2 separate regions of the Columba livia genome follow, and region 2 is linked to region 1. The links are chromatin contacts, called in public Hi-C maps. All regions are on one chromosome and are shown on one strand. Each heading gives the region's core, a stretch centred on a gene start, on an enhancer-like site or on the middle of the called end of the contact. The rest is flanking DNA. Distances are from core to core; before and after follow the strand shown. Region 1 has its middle 2.7 kb from the start of SNRPA1. Region 2 holds the start of PCSK6 (proprotein convertase subtilisin/kexin type 6).

The links. Hi-C and Micro-C count contacts between places; a contact is called where the count stands out from the background.
Region 2: a Hi-C map of crop shows a contact between it and region 1, with 2.2 times the contacts expected there. The contact joins the promoter of PCSK6 here to the enhancer-like site in region 1. A contact is called at or near these places in 2 of 2 Hi-C or Micro-C datasets (crop and liver).

What each region holds. Positions count from the first base shown.
Region 1 is chr11:10,340,668-10,343,367 of bColLiv1.pat.W.v2, forward strand. No RefSeq gene overlaps it. Among named protein-coding and RNA genes, the nearest start is that of SNRPA1, 2.7 kb to the left of the region's middle. Within about 2 kb of position 1,429, at least 1 of the 3 cell types and tissues checked has an H3K27ac peak away from gene starts, as active enhancers do.
Region 2 is chr11:10,378,411-10,381,110 of bColLiv1.pat.W.v2, forward strand. It overlaps PCSK6 (proprotein convertase subtilisin/kexin type 6), which reads right to left and starts at 1,324. Exons shown (of 21, transcript XM_065076721.1): 1 at 1,071-1,324. The coding sequence starts at 1,292. It overlaps LOC135580570 (a long non-coding RNA gene), which reads left to right. Exons shown (of 3, transcript XR_010475428.1): 1 at 1-992.

The DNA of each region.
Region 1 (2,700 bases), core at 179-2,678:
CTGCTGGTATCAGTCCAGGCTGGGGGATGAAGGGATGGAGAGCATCCTGCTGAGAAGGACTTGGGGGTACTGGTGGGTGAAAGATTGGACATGAGCCGGCAACGTGCACTTGCAGCCCAGAAAGCCGATCAACTACAGCTCTTGGTGCTTTCTCTCCTTCAGCCTTTGCTCCTGGACGTAGGGCTGCCCATAAACACCTTCTACCTGCAGCATTTGAGGCAGTTGCTCTGCCACTTCCACATGTGTTCCTGGTTCCAGAGAAGCTGTGGTGGGCTGGGAACATGGTGCAGGCTGCGGCATGACATTCAGATAAAGTGCACTTTTCAGGTGTCACTGCACACCCTCTTACCTGCTTTAGGAATTTGGGGAACTGTGAGGAAGAGCTGGGGGGACCTGTGGGGGAGCTGAGATGGTTCAGCCAGGCAACTCCAGCATAAAGCTGCTTGGCCCCTGGCAGAGTCTGGTTTGTGGCAGTGGGGCTTTGCAGGAGGGTGAACCACAGCGCGGGCGACATGGACTGAAGGTGACAGGCAAAGAGAAGTGGTTGAGCACACCCAGGTCCCAAATCCTGCTGAATGTCACCAAGCCACTGCTTCTGCAGCCCTGGATATAAATACTTCCCCAGCCTTCAAGGTCCGCTGAGCGAAATGAGGCAGAATGATTTCTGCATCCACTGCTGTCGAGGGAAGGATGGTTTTCCCTGAGCCATGACATTTCTGTGAACTCAGAGGATGTGATAATAGGTTAAATGCTGCAGCCACATCTGGCATCTGGCAGAGATGGCTCATGCTTTTCCTTTGGGAGCATCGAGCAGCATCACCCTGAGAGTACCGCCTGGCTGGTTCCCCAGGACTGCAGCGTCAGATCTGGCTCTGCTCTGCCCAGCAATCACTGCGGATCTGTCAGCTGGGGTCAGGCAGCTCCTGTGCTCCCTGCTTAACAAACACCCACTCCAAAGCTGTGTATGAAAGAGCATACTCAAGTTTTTATAACATCTGCATTTGTTTAAAAGCAGTTAGGAGAAAGCAAGTGAAAGAGAGAGAGCTGTCATAAGAAGAAATGAAGAATCTGTTGTACGTGACTCAGGAATCATGCGGCAGTAAAGACAACAGAGTCTTCAGTCATTTCAGGCACTCGTTGAAAGGAGATCCTCTTCAGCCTCCTGGAAAGCGGGTCCTGCCTCTGACAAGGCCAAATAAAACACGGACCTTTCGCCCTTAGCGCAATACAGCTGTATGCCTCAGCTCTGCAGCCGTGATAGAATTGTAATTGAGAGCAGACAGGCTCTTGGTCTCAAATGCTGTACACAAGCTCTTAAAAGCCCTCACTTTGTAATGGAAAGTCAAAGGAATTATTTTTGAGATGTGTATTCTCCACCTGCCACAAAACAGCAGATGGCCATGGATGCAAACTCGTAGCCAAACAGCAAACAAGGAGTCAGGCTGCACTAAGAAGATTTTTCCAGAAAACAGCTATTGTAGATTTGTCTTTGGTGCCAAGAGACAACAGAGAAATTTGCTTTAATAAATTGCTTAAATATGCATTTTTCTTGAAGATACAGCCACTCTGATCCTCTGAGCATACCAGTGTCAGAGAGACTTCAATAGCTCCAAGCGAGCATTGCAATAGCTTGGATAAATAATCTGAATTTTATTACTTTCCAGGAATTATTTCTGAGGGAGTTAGTGTCCTGGGAAACACTGGAAGCTGATGTGGTTACATGAACTCAATGTGTAGAATCAGTTTCTTTCCCTGGCAGGCTGGAGGGCAGCAGAAAGCAGGATAAAGCTGGGACTGCTGGGGGATGGTCATCCTAAATTGCATTGCTTCGCCCAGTGTGTATTTTAAGTCATGCCAAGGATGTAAGGGTAAACATATTTCTTTTTTTTTTAACATTTCGGTACATCTAAATATACCAGTGAGCAGGGATTAGAGGCAGGCCGTGGTGAGGCAGAGCTGATTCCAGACTCCTGATTCACAACTCCTGGGTTTTGACTGTGTGACACAGCAACAGAAATGAAGCCAGGAGAATTTCACCCCTCTTCTGACCACTAGTTTGGCCCGAGACCAAAAGGGGAATCCTAAAGCAACAGAAGGAATCATGGTGTGTGATAAACGACCTGATTAATTCTCATTTATCATATGACAAATGTGAAGACCTGTAAGACACATGAGCTCACAGCAGCACAGCTCTGCGAAAGTGCAAAAGCATCTTCCTTTGCAGGAGCATTCTGTTCCTTTTTTTTTTTTTTAACACTTAAAAAGCTCAGTTCCAGATATCCAGGCACTACCCTGGGCACCTGGCCCATGGTTAAACATTGCAAAACCAACAAACAAAAGGCTCCACAGCTCCCTCTGCTCCCCAACACATCAGCAGCTCTTCTTCCCCTGCCGTTCCCAGTGCCTCTGAACTGTGGAGGGGCGCTGGGGGCTGCAGGGTGCTCTGAATGCGGGTGGGAAAGGGGTACAAGCCCCCCTGCCAGCTCATCTGGCTGCAAATTCATTGCCACATCCTGCACTACCTCCACAACCAGGGAATACACCCGGCCATGCCCAAATGCAGCCCCAAACCCCGGCCAGACAGCCCTGGGTGCACCAGAGACACCAGCGTAGCCTGGCATGGGGTGGGTATTGAAAATACAAGTTTCCTCTGAAGGTAAAAGGCATTTATGAGAATAAAAGTGAGGTTTTTGCAGATGA
Region 2 (2,700 bases), core at 74-2,573, 38 kb after region 1:
CCACAGCAGGTAGGGGATGGAGGGTAGGACATGCAGGGTTGTCCCCCATAGACACTGGTGCAGGAAACACCGTTCCAGATTCAGCCTTCGCCCCCCCAAATTTGTTTACGCGGCACCTCGTGACTTTAATTATACTTAAAAGCAGGGTTGCAATATAAAGCGAGGATATAATTTATGGTCCAGGAGACACCTTGGGCAGGAAGACAACCTGAAGTGCCACCCAGCCAGCAGAGCGCTGAGCAGTGCAGAAGGTAATAAACTCCGGAGGAAGCTCTGAGGACACCAGCCCACATCTGGGCTTACACAGAATGAAGAAATTGACAGGAAAAAGAAGCTGCCGTGATGAAAGTCACCTTAAGCCATCCGTGTTCTGCGGGGGATGGAAAGCAAAAGTTCCTCGTGTTCTCAACATCTCCGATAAACCCGGTGCCAGAGAGTCCAAAGTTTGTTAAATCCACAAATGTAACTCGCCGGGATGGGAGGAACTTGTGCAACCCGCAGCCGGTGTGGGAACGGGTTGTGCGGGGCGAGGACACCCCGAGGAGCGGCGGCCAAGGTGAGGGGAACGGAGACGGGGCTGCCCGGCCGCCCCCCTGTGCCAAATCGCTCCGTCAGCATCGCTGCATCGTCCTCATCCCGCCGCTCCGGGGGGCGGGAGGGGCCCATCTCCCTGGGACCCCCGGCACCACCCCTGTGCCGACAGACCCGGCAGCTCCGCGGGACCCCCGTCAGTTTCCCGAAGCCAGGACCGACAATGCAAGACCCTCGGCAGGTCCCCACTCGCGGGATCCCCCGCAGGTTGCCGGTGTCGGGATCCCCGGCAGCTCCGGCCCCTCAGGACCCCCGACATCTTCCCGGGACTCTCCGCAGACGCCCGGGGTAGATCCCTCTGCAGCTCCCGGGAGCCCCGACGGGTCCCGGGACCCCCCCGCACCTCTCCGCTCCCGGGACCCCTGACAGCTCCACGACCCCAGGACCCCCTCAGGCTCCCGGTACGAGCCCCCTTTGCATCCTCCGCTCCCGGTACCCCGGTATCTCCCCGCCCCCCGGTGCTCCCCTCTTCCCCTTACCTGCCCCAGGCTGATGTACCCGTAGGCGGCGGCGAGGCGGGCAGCCTCGGCGGGGCCCCCCCGCACCCGCACGGCCCAGTGGTTGGTGTAGACGGTGCGGGAGGGCTCGGCCGCGGCTCCGCGCCCGCTCAGCGCCAGCGGCAGAGCCAGGACCAGCAAGCAGAGGCGGGAGGACGGCGGAGCGGCCACGCTCCCCGGGCCGGGGCCGGCTGCGGCGGGCATGGTGCGCTCCGCGGTGCCGAGCTGGGCGGAGCGGGGAGCTGCGCCTTTTAAAGCGGCCCCGGAGCCCGGCGGGGGCGGGGGGATGCTCCGGGCGGGGTGGGGGGGGAGGGTGGAGGCAGCGGGGAGGGCCCGGCCGGGCGGCAGCGGCGGGAAAGCGGGCGCCCGGAGGAGGGGGGGCGGTTTCTGAGCACCCCCTTGCATCCCCCTGCCTGCCGCCGGGCATCCCGCCTGCCATTCCTGCACCCCCCGTGTGTAAGCGGTACTGCTTCCCGGATAACCCCCTGCATCCCCCCGGGTGTCCCCAAACAACCCCCTGCATCCCCTTTCATGTCCCGGTCCCGCTCCGCGGAAACCCCGCTTCACACCTCAGCATCCCCCCTGCGAGCCTCGGTGCAGCCCCCCCGGCAAACCCTCTCCATTCCCCTGCATGCCCCCTACATGTGACCCGGACATGTCCTGTACCCCCTGCATCCCCCATGCATGCAGCTGTGCTGCTTTCCAGAAACCCCCCTGTACACTCCTACATTTCTCTGCACCCCCCTGCATGCAGCTGTGCTGCTTTCCAGAAACCCCCCTGTACACCCCTGCATTCCTCTGCACCCCATTGCATGTCCTGCTGCTGCTCCCCAGATACCCCCCTGCATGTCCCAGGACAGCCCCCCCCGCATCCCCCTGCGTTCCCCAGCACTGCACTCTGGGTTTCCCCCTGCACCCCCCAGCATCCTCCTTTGTGCCCCCACATCCCCCAGGCAGCTCCTCATGTGTCCTCCCAGTTTGGCCCCCCGGGACAGCCAACCTGAAACCCCCCATCACTGCCCTGCATCCCCCAGCACTGAGCCCTTGGCATCCCGCCTGCATATTCTCCCCTCTCCCTGCATCCCCCCAGGCATCCACCACCCCCCATCTCTGCACCACCCCTATAGGCATGTCCCATTGCACCTCCCCCCTGTATCCCTCCAGCACTGGTTCCCAAATCCCCCTGGCATCTTCCCTGCACCCCTCAGCATTACCTGCCATGTATCCCTGGGCATCCCTCCTGCACCCCAGGCAAACTGCAGCAAATTTTGGGGCAGGATTCCTCAGGTGACCCTGGTTGTGTAGCACCAAATGGGCACAAGGGGTACCACAGGGAGCCATGGGCACAGGCGGAGGGGCTGGAGAGTCTTTGCCTCCCACAGACACCGTTCAAAGGACAGCAGAAAGCTCGTGGGATATTAGAAAATAGGCTTTGTTAGGGAGAAGGCGATGGCGCATACAAAGGATGGGCTCAGGAACGGGTCAATGATGCTCTGTTCCACAGCCCTCCCTGCCAGCGCCGGAAGAGGCCTGCAAGTAAGCTGAGAGCTCCCCATCGCATCACATCAGAGCTTTGTTCACATCACATCAGAGCTTCACCTACATTACATCA